3 separate regions of the Triticum aestivum genome follow, and all the other regions are linked to region 2. A link is a contact called in public Hi-C and HiCAR-type data. All regions are on one chromosome and are shown on one strand. The core of a region is the stretch at or near the end of the contact, and the rest is flanking DNA. Distances in the headings are between cores, read along the strand shown.

Evidence for each region. A called contact is a pair of places that touch in the nucleus more often than the background predicts. HiCAR-type assays count read pairs that join an accessible place to other places.
Region 1: a HiCAR-type map of leaf shows a contact between it and region 2, with 10 times the contacts expected there. The contact joins the promoter of LOC123096750 here to the promoter of LOC123096752 in region 2. A contact is called at or near these places in 2 of 5 Hi-C or Micro-C datasets (both in leaf) and 1 of 1 datasets of contacts at active chromatin or transcription factors (leaf).
Region 3: a Hi-C map of leaf shows a contact between it and region 2, with 7 times the contacts expected there. The contact joins the promoter of LOC123096749 here to the promoter of LOC123096752 in region 2. A contact is called at or near these places in 2 of 5 Hi-C or Micro-C datasets (leaf and an unstated tissue).

The regions. Positions count from the first base shown.
Region 1 is chr4D:122,514,488-122,517,901 of IWGSC CS RefSeq v2.1, reverse strand. LOC123096750 (scarecrow-like protein 34) reads left to right here and starts at 1,806. Exons shown (of 1, transcript XM_044518517.1): 1 at 1,806-3,414. The coding sequence starts at 2,157.
Region 2 is chr4D:122,903,872-122,907,569 of IWGSC CS RefSeq v2.1, reverse strand. It overlaps LOC123096752 (RHOMBOID-like protein 1), which reads right to left and starts at 2,099. Exons shown (of 6, transcript XM_044518520.1): 1 at 1,569-2,099; 2 at 1-106. The coding sequence starts at 1,873.
Region 3 is chr4D:122,498,397-122,502,136 of IWGSC CS RefSeq v2.1, reverse strand. LOC123096749 (scarecrow-like protein 34) reads left to right here and starts at 2,379. Exons shown (of 1, transcript XM_044518516.1): 1 at 2,379-3,740. The coding sequence starts at 2,488.

The sequences.
Region 1 (3,414 bases), core at 557-3,056, 390 kb after region 2:
CATGGGAAAACAAGCTAGTGGTTAACTGAGGAGAGTATTTTAACTAACCCACTCCGTTGGAGATGCACAACTCTCGGTAACTGTATGGCAGGTTGAATTTTGTCTTATTGTGTTCCAAGGCTTGTAAAAGTAAGATGCTATCCTACAGAGCGATCTTTGGAGGAACACACCTATATGAGCCTGACTACTGGTCATAGTCTATGAGATTAGGGTAATCTCTAGTAAGTTCATGAACAGGCCAGGAGTGACCAATATGCTCCACCCGAGGGGTCAGCCTTCGGCAGCCTTGTACTGGTAAGACACTTGGTGAAACTCCTTCACGCCAAATTGACAATTCAAGGCCTAGTCCATTGTTCACTTGTGGAGGAGTGTAGCTATTTGTTCTAGGTGGATGTTCAACCTTAACGGGTCTCCACTGAAAATACCGGTATATTAAAACAGAGTTTGCAACATAGGACAACACCATGGGCCTTCGGGATCTGGTGGGGGATTGCTGAATATTAGTTGGGCTATAGGCCCATTTAACAATTTCAGAAAATCCCTAAGGACCCAGCTGTCAAGGGAGTGGTGGGAAGTTTAGTCCCACATGGCTAGTTGAGAGAGATTACACCAACTTATAAGGTGAGCTCTTCTCCCACTAGTATGAGTTGGTGTGAAGGAAGGAGAGGTGTTCCACACGCACGCTCCTCCTCCTCCACCGCCCGCCTCGTCACGACGCGCGCGCGCCGCGGGTTGCGGGAATGAGCCGAGCCGATGCAATGTTTTGCCGGTCAAAATTGGAGAGTCCATTACGTTTTATTATGAAGATGGAAACGTCTGTAATTAAACGTGTTTTTATGGAGATGAAACGTCTGTAATTAAACGGTTTTATTGCTGGACCGTTCTCCTACCCGACTGGTTATATATATATGAGGCATCGCAGCTCAACCAAAGATACAACACTTCACACCTCCACTGCTCCCTGGTCGTTTCTTTCACTGCTGCTGCCTTCGGTGATCCCATGCCGTCTACCGCGTACACGACTGACAGGAGAGAAGGCCTCCAAAACCCCGCTTCTCCAGATCCTGTACGGGAGAGAGGCAATTAGGTTTTTGGGGAGCCTCTCCTACGCGACTGCCGATCACGCGGCTGCCGAGAAGGCCGCTGCTGACAAGAGGATCACCGATGAGGCCAACGCCTCCGCTGCTGCTACGGCCGACTGGCCTACTGGAGGGTATAATACATTTACCCCGCTCCTGTTTTATTTTCATGTGTGCAGTACTAGTGGTTTGCATAGATGTTTCTACTATCTGCCTAGTACGTGCGTACACGGTACATCATCAAAATTCAGTATGTCATTAGCACTGCCTATGTCATGTTAATAATTTATTATTGAATTAAATTAATCGAACAATTACTTAATTTCTCAACAGTATCATGGACCATGAAATGGCGAACATGAGACGGACGTTCATTTAATCACCCAACCAGATAAAAGACAACACATTTCACGTTCGTTTGGGTCGGTCAGTTGGAGATGATCTACTGGATTCGGTATGGGGATGGATGCTATTTCTGATTGCTCGTACTTATTGCAAAGCTTTTTCAAGTGTCTCACCGGCCATGTCCCCTCTCCTCGAAGTCTCCATCGCTTACATGGCGCGACGACAGAAGGCCCAGTTGACAACAGCGGGTGTATAGGATCCCACATAAATGCACAGTGTGTGCTCCCCTGATGGATGTTGACCAGTTCAACCTTGCGGGCTCGTGGATCCAACGGCCCAGATGAAAGCGAACGACGTGCCCGTGCGGCTTTGACGCCAACGCCACCAGGGGGGCCACTACGACTTTCTACGAGCGAGCGTCGTCCTCGTCCCATCCCTTCCTCTTGTCGTCGCCGCGCGCCGCAGCCGCAGCCGCAGCCGCATCTGCATCTGCATCTCGTCCTCCTTCCCGGAACCTTCCCCGACCTTCCGCCGCGCGCCGGAGCTCTCCTCATCCTCGCCGTGCTTGATTTGCTTGGACGCCAAGCTCAAACCACTCCCCCATCTCATTATTATAGCCCAGCTCATCTCCCATCCAGTCCCCCTCCACAGAACATCACTAGTACTGTTGCTATTGCTGGCTAACCGTCATCGCGCCTCCGTCCATATACGCCAGACACCTGGGCCTGGGCCATGGCCGCCACGCCGGACGAGTTCCTGCGGGCGGGGGACGCGGAGCCCTTCTCCCCGTCGCTCTTCCTCGACCTGCCGCCAACGCCGTCGCCCCCGCGCGCCCCCGCCTCAGACGACCTCGACTTCATCTCGCGCATGCTCATGGAAGAGGACATCGACGACAAGTTCTTCTACCAATACCCCGACCACCCCGCCATCCTCTCCGCGCAGCACCACTTCGCCCAGATAATCTCCGACTCCAACACCGACGACTCCGCCAACACCGCCGTCGCCAGCTCCACCTTCTCCTCCGACTCTGCCACCGCCAGATCGGCCTCCTCCTGCTCCGACTCTGCCACAAACACCGGCAAATCGACCTCCTCCTCCCACTCCGCCACCAACACCGCCCACTCCACCTCCTGTTCCTCCTCACCCGGCGCCTTCGGCCCCGCCAATCCCACCTGGCCTTACGAGCGAATCGATCTCTCCCAGCCCCTCCACTCCCCCCCATACATCGGCCTGGGCTTCCCCGTCGACGGTGCCAACAACCTCCTCTTTTCCGGCGTCGGCACGCCCACCTCGGGATATTTCGGGCACACTCCGGCGCTCTCCAGGGGCAACAACGACCATTTCGTCGCCCCCGCTGGCCAGAACGGCCGCAGCACGGGCATTCAGAGCTTTGCGACCTTCGCGAATAGTAGCGCCGCCAAGGACGCCAAGACCTTGTCGAACAATGGCACGGAGAAGGCGGCCAAGCCGGCTACTCAGCCGGCTTGCCGAGGTGGCCCAGGCACCCCGGCTTCGGCCTTCTTCAATGGCCAGACTAACGGTGACGTGGACATGCTCAACATGGCGTTTCGCAAGGGCATGGAGGAGGCCAACAAGTTCTTGCCCACCAACAACACCCTCGACGCCATTTCCAACAGGCCGGTACCGCGCGACTTCACCGGTGACCAATTGAAGAAGGAGGAGGTGGATAGACTCAGAATGTTGATGTTCAGTAATGGCCGGGGGCGCAAGAACAGGCATGGCGTGGAAGACTTGGAGGCGGAGGCTGGCAGGAGATGCAAGCTGATGATGCCGGAACAGGAGGAAACTGGGGTAGGCGAGATGGTCGAGGAAATAATGCTTCACGGCCACGACATCATCATGAAGGGGATAGAGGATCTGCACATAGCAATGGGCACCGAGGCCGAGAAGAACCACAGGAAGGGCACCGGCAAGGCAGCGCGGGGGAGGCGGGGTGCAAGCGAGGTCGACCTCCGCACCATGCTCATCC
Region 2 (3,698 bases), core at 850-3,349:
GAGTAAATGAACAACCCCAGCATGGAGCCAGATACACGTAATCAGACGCCATCCCTGGCGACCTTGCACAACTTTAGATACATCTAGAGCTCCCATCTTCAGCAATCTGGCATGGAAAATGCTTTCTTAGTTCTGAAAATCAAATATGCATGACGAATATCCTATTTCGTTTTCCATCATTTCTTTCCATGTCCTTCATTTCAAATGAAGTGATGCAACACACTTTGAAAGATCAAATTCACTGTAGCTCTTAGTATGCATCAGTCAAATGACCAGAAGTTAACACAAAAATGTTCCCAGTTCACGCAAAAAAAAAAAACAGAGCAAGGATGAAGTTTCTGAAAATATCTGAGCAAAGTAGTTATACTTCTAATCAAGACCGAAGAATACATATAGGTTATAATCTAATACTCCCTCCATCCCACAATATAAGATCGTTTTTCAAGCTAACATAACTTGGAAAACGATCTTACATTGTGGGACGGAGGGAGTAACATTTTGTGGCTATGTGGCATAATCCTCACCTCTTAGTTGTAAACACAGCGTGCAACTACTGCTGTTCATTGTATTTGCACTTCCAAAATAACATAAAAGTCAAATTGCGGGCAACACCATAAAAGTCCAATTGTGCAGTAACATTGTTAAAGTCAAATGGTACAGAACCATCAACACCTAGAACGGTTGACAAGATAATCTGATTTTTTTCTCAAGCCATCACCAACACCAATCACGAGCAGAGGATCTAAATCAACTAAAGTTAACAAAGCTACATAAGCCAATACCAAGTCTAAAGATGTCATACACCTGACTTGGCAAGCAAATTGCTCACGTCGACATTTAATATTTCAGCTGTTAGTTTCTTCTTTGAAATGGACGGCAGGAGCTCTGCCCATTCATTAGAGAAACTAGAACTTACAAGTATAACACCTGTCCCTGATGGAAAGGTACTTAATGATCAGTTTCAGAATACTCTTGTAACCCCAGCTTAATTACCAACTCGGTAAGAAGGCTTTAGTTTTATTTGATGAGAAAAGAAAAAAGCAGAATCCTAAACTTGATTAGATACATTGAAAGATCGGCCTGCAGAGTTCACACCTAGAGGATCGACTGATTGTTTAGATGGTCTGAAACTCGGAATGTTTGTGTACCTTATACAAGTTTCCCCTCAAAGACTTGTGGATTGCTAGGTCACAAAATTCCCTCATCCACAAACCCAGGAAAAAAAGAATCAGTATGTCGCCGACGGAAGCATCAGTAGTTGTCCCAATTCCAATTGCAAAATAGAATTCACCAACCTAATTGAGGATCAACCTCAATTGCTCGAGTGTAAACACACGAGGTCTTAAACATGTCAACAAGAAGAAAAATATATAATCCTTGAGTAAATCGAGTTGGTTCTGCTGTTTGCAATTGTACTGGTCAGTAAGAAAGGGGAACCGGAAATTAAGTCTTGTCAATCTTTAACTAGACTCACTGTCCTCCTCTAAGCAAGGAAGGAAATGCACAGTTGGAGGAAGCAAACGAAGGGGGGAGGAAGAAGAGGAGGAGGAGGGTAGCAGCTTGCGTACGTGGTGGAGGATGGGCCGAGGAGCGGGTTCTCCTTGAGCGGCTGGAAGGCGAATCGGCCGAGAAAGCCCGCGGTGCAGTTGCCGGCGCTGCGGTTGGGGCAGTCGTTAACGAACATGGTGACGAGGAAGACGGCGACGCAGGCGATGGAGGCGGCCGGGACGAGCCAGGGCGTCCATCGGCGGTAGTAGGGGCGCGCCCTGAGGCGTGCCGAGTTGGGGTGCACGGGCGGGCGCTGCGGGCGCTCGACGCGGACCTCGACGGTGCCAGTGCCCGGACCGGCGCCCGCGCCCGCGGGCTTCATCATGGCGTGGGAGAAGGAGGGATCCCGACAAGGGGGGAGGAGGCTGGCGGAGGAAGCGAGGGAGGGCGGCGAGGCGTGAGGAGTGGGGGACGGGAGAGAGTTGTGGCCTGGCTTGTGTTGGTGCTGGCAGCAGAGCAGAAGAAGACGCTTCCTTTCGGCCGCGAGGGGAGGGGAGGGGAAGCCGCGTTGTGCTGGTCTGCTTTCTTTGACTCTGTTTGCCTTGCGGCTACAACTGTCAGGGTCACACAGACAGGAAGGAGAAGTGGTAGCTTGAGAGAGAAAGAGATTGCTTCAGCTGCGTCGGGTTGCGTAGCCGAGGAGGAAAATGATGGATAAATAAAGTAAAAGGATAGTGAAATTCCTGCGATGGCTTGAAGGAGAGTCGTTGTGGGCGGTGGTGGGTGGGTTGGCCAACTCCGGCTGCGAAATGGGAATGGAGCCAGCAATGTAGCGTCTCATCTGCTGCATCTGCAAATCAGCTCCTTACTTACTTGGGTAAAAGTGGATCGTCTGCACGGCTGGAAAGCGGTTTTCTTTCTCTAATTAGCCAGCTACGAGTAAGTTCCATGATTCCAGCATTCGTCATCCGTCACTGCCGATCCATCTGTCGCTATATACGCCAGCTTTAGCCATCGGTGCAACCATATCGGGTTTGCTTCGCGGCGACACATGCGCAAATTGCAGCAATCACCCGTTTGCGGAACCACCTGTTTTCAGAGTATATAGCAAAAAACTACCGCATGCTATGCCTACAAAAAACTATTATTATTTTTAATCTTTCAAAAAACTATCACAAAATTGGTTCGCGGTTTCAAAAAACACTAATGACTCGATGATTAAAATTTGATTCGGATTATGACGGGGTGGGCCCACATGTTTGTTTGATTGTTAGGTTGACCGTTAAGTCTGACGTTATGACAGTGGGCCCACATGTCAGCTTCTTCTTTGCCCCTTCTTCCCTAGCACCGCTGGCCTCATTTTCCTCCGTCCATGGCCGTCATCGAGGGGAAGTCGCGTCAAAGGCCATCGGGAGGGGAGGCGGGGTGGGGGAGGAGGTGCACTTGAGGCCGTCGGGAGGGGAGGATGAGCTCGCCGGCTCTAGCCCCGACCAGATCAGGCTGCCAACGGCCGCAATGCGCGTCCATGGCTGACCATGGCGGGGCTGCCGACGCAGGAGTGAGCAGCAGCAGCGACGTTGGCAGGCGGCGACAGCGGTGGCGGGCAGCAACGGAGAGCGGCGGCGGCGGCGGGCAGCAGTGGAGATTAGCAGCGGCGGCGGGCAGCAATGGAGAGTAGCAGCGGCGGCGGGCAGCACTGGGGGTGGCGGCGGGCAGCAATGGGCGAAGCTGCAGTCCACACCCTGTGCGCGGCGCTGGATTCCGGCGAGACGCGGCGGCGCGACGACTTTTAGGCGGGCGAGCGGATCCTGGCGGCGACAACAATAGGCGCTGGACGGGAGACCGACGGAGGTGCGGGAGGAGCCCCTCATAGCCAGCGGCCAGGGCAGCGACGCTCGTAGGTGGGCCTTGCTCGCCGGCCGTCGGCGGGACTCCGGTAGGTGCTGATGGCACGGGGGCGTCGTGCTCCCTCGCGCGAGCAGTTAGTGGCGACGATGTGAATTGGGAGGATGGGTGGTTTCCAGCTGCGAGCTGCTGCTGCTTGCCGCCGGCCATGGCGCCGCAGCTGCTGCCAGAGCACACCGGCAGACCAACACATCGGCTCCGGCGACGAGCTCGCTGCGAGGACCCGATTGCTTTTTGTATTTTTTCACAGGGGCCCGATTGCTTTTTTTTTTAAAATATAACAGGGACCTGATTGCTTCTTTTAA
Region 3 (3,740 bases), core at 1,130-3,629, 410 kb after region 2:
CCAGCTGAGTGTTGAGGGAGAGTTTCGTCAGCACGACGGTGTGGTGACGATGATGATGTTCTACCGACGCAGGGCTTCGCCTAAGCACCGCCACGATATTATCGAGGTGTAATATGGTGGAGGGGGGCACCGCACACGGCTAAGAGATCAATAGATCAATTGTTGTGTCCATGGGGTGCCCCCCTGCCCCCGTATATAAAGGAGCAAGGGGAAGGCCGCCGGCCAAGGAGGAGGGCGCGCCAAGGGGGAAGTCCTACTCCCACCGGGAGTAGGACTCCTCCTTTCCTTGTTGGAATAGGAGAAGGGAAGGGAGAAGGAGAAAGAAGGAAGGGGGCGCCCCCCCTCCTAGTCCAATTCGGACTAGCCCATGGGGAGGGGTGCGGCCACCCTTTGGGGCCTTTCTCTCCTTTCCCGTATGGCCCATTAAGGCCCAATACGAATTCCCGTAACTCTCCGGTACTCCGAAAAATACCCGAATCACTCGGAACCTTTCCGAAGTCCGAATATAGTCGTCCAATATATCGATCTTTACGTCTCGGCCATTTCGAGACTCCTCGTCATGTCCCCGATCTCATCCGGGACTCCGAACTCCTTCGGTACATCAAAACACATAAACTCAGAATATAACCGTCATCGTAACGTTAAGCGTGCGGACCCTACGGGTTCGAGAACTATGTAGACATGACCGAGACACCTCTCCGATCAATAACCAATAGCGGAACCTGGATGCTCATATTGACTCCCACATATTCTACGAAGATCTTTATCGGTCAGACCGCATAACAACATACGTTGTTCCCTTTGTCATCGGTATGTTACTTGCCCGAGATTCGATCGTCGGTATCTCGATACCTAGTTCAATCTCGTTACCGGCAAGTCTCTTTACTCGTTCCGTAATACATCATCCCGCAACTAACTCATTAGTCACAATGCTTGCAAGGCTTATAGTGATGTGTATTACTGGGTGGGCCCAGAGATACCTCTCCGACAATCGGAGTGACAAATCCTAATCTCGAAATATGCCAACCCAACAAGTACCTTTGGAGACACCTGTAGAGCACCTTTATAATCACCCAGTTACGTTGTGACGTTTGGTAGCACACAAAGTGTTCCTCCGGTAAACGGGAGTTGCATAATCTCATAGTCATAGGAACATGTATAAGTCATGAAGAAAGCAATAGCAACATACTAAACGATCAAGTACTCAGGGCCAAACACAGCAATCATAGCCTTGCAGAAGTTATACAGGGACTCTAGGCATGTAGACTCGCTCATACGGACGTACTCGTCAATGAGATCACCGGGCACTCCGTATGCAAGCATTCGGATGGCGCGCAGTGCATTTCTGATAAGAGGAGAAACCAATCTTGCCGACGGCATCATCTTTGCACTCGAAGTAGTCATCATAGCCGACCACTCCCTCTCTAATACGGTTGAAAACATGCCTACTCATACGGAACCGGCGGCGGAATTTGTGATGTTTGAACAACGGGTTTGTTGTATCAAAGTAGTCCTTTCAGAGAAGGAAATGCCCACTCTCTCGGTTACGATTCAACGCCGGAAGGTGGCCCGGAATGGAGCCGCGGCACAACGGCCGCTGGTTGTTGATGTGGTGATGGACCAACACGGCAGCCAATATCTCCTCCTCGTCATCAGACGACGAATCGTCGGAGTCGCAAATGAAATTGTGAAAAAAGAACTCGTCGGCGGAGTCCATTTTCGTACCTTGGCAAACTGTCGAACAACTTGCGGGTGACGAAGAAGGAGACGGCCGGCGAGGGGAGACGCGGCGCGCACAGACCAGCTAGCTGCCCTGCCGGCGTCCGACGAGTGTGACGGCGTCCGACGAGCGTGCCGGTCGTATGTGGCGGGGGCGGCGAGGCGTCTTCTTGGTCGCGGGCGGCGGTGCGGAGGAAGCGGCGGCGGGAACCAGTTTGCTCCCCGGCGGCAAAACGGCGGCGGCGGGCGACTGGGGACAGAGGCAGCGTTGCTGGGCGGATGTGGAGGCGGCGGCAGCTGGAAGAGTCGCCGCAAAAATGGGCGGCGGCGTCGGCGACGGAGGAGGCGGGGGCGAGGGTTGCTCGTTGGCCTGAGGGAGGGAGGCCAATGTGCCACAGACCAACGGGCCCGGGGACAGGAGTAGGCGACCGCGCGCGCGTCCGCGCCGACGCAAATCAGGTTTAAAAATGGGCCGGGAATGGGTCGCCCGCGGACGAAAAACCGACGCGCGTCCGTTTGGGTCGGCGCGTTGGGCCGCCTTTTCTGTCCGCGCCGACCCAAACAGACGGCCGCGGACGAAATGAGTCGCCCCATTAAAGCTGCTCTCCCATACGTATTCTGCTTTGCTTGCTTGCTTGCTAGGGTTGGGTTGGTGTACCTGCACTGCATTGCACGGGCCAGCTTCATTCATTTTGTTCTCCTCCTCCTCCATTTCTCATCTCACTGCACTGCAAGGCTCCTTCCTGGAACCTTCCCTCCTCCGTGCCCATGCTTCCATCCCATCCTATCCTTTTAAAGAAGAAGAAATGCAGCGGAGTAATGTCCAACGCAGCCTTGATAGCTACTCTACTCCAGTGGCAAGTACCAACCAGAAGCGCAATGGCCGCCACGCCGGAGGAGTTCCTGGGGCAGCAGGGTTTCCTTGCGCGCCTCGAGCCGCCCTCCCCGTCCCTCTTCCTCGACCTGCCGCCGACGCCCCGCGACGACGACGGCCACTCCTCCTTCGACGACATGGTGCTCCCCTACATCTCGCGCCTGCTCATGGAGGAGGGCACGGAAGACCACCTCTTCTACCTCTACCCCAACCACCCCGCCGTCCTTCGCGCGCAGCAGCCCTTCGCGCAGATCCTCGTCGACGTCGCCGACAGCGCCAGCGCCAGCGGCTCCACCTCCTCGCCCTCGCCCTCCTCCTCTTCCGACGCCACTGCCTCCACCACCCCCAGCACCGCAACTGCATCGGCATCGGCATCGCCCGACGACGCACCAGTCCAGATCTCACGGCCGCCCTACACCGACGTCAACGGCCATGCCTCCGCCTCCCCGGACAATCACAGCTCGGGGCTCCTCAACGGCGACGAGATGGCCAAAAGGCCGAGCTCTGACTTCTTCAGTCACTTGTTGCCCGGCGACCAGGACATGCTCAACCTGGCCTTCCGCAAAGGCATGGAGGAGGCTAGCAAGTTCTTGCCGCCCGACATCAGCCTGCCGCCAATCAACGAGGGGACAGTGGTGGGAGGCGGGAATGCTGTCAGCCTCAAGAAAAAGAGGGCCGCACTGCCACTGGAGCCGGATGTGGGCAGGCCCAGCAAATTGATGATGCCGGAGCAGGAGGAACGCAAGATGTTTGACGAAATGATGTTCCAGGAACACGAGATATGCATGAAGGGGACTCACAACCTGATCGCCGCAGCGGACGGCGAGCCCGGGAAGAACAGCCGGAAGAAGGACCGGTCGAGAAAGGCCGTCGATGATAGGGAGATGGTGGACCTGCACACGCTGCTGCTCAACTGCGCTCAGGCGCTGTCCACGGACAACCGCCAGAGCGCCATTGAGCTGCTGAAGCGAATCAGGCAGCATTCGTCCCCGAAGGGGGACGCAGGGCAAAGGCTGGCGCATTATTTCGCCAATGGGCTGGAGGCACGGCTGGCGGGTAGGGGGAGCGAGCTGTACCAGTCACTCCTCCTAAGTCGCATCTCGGTCGCCGACTTCCTCAAGGCCAACCAGCTTTACATGGCGGCTTG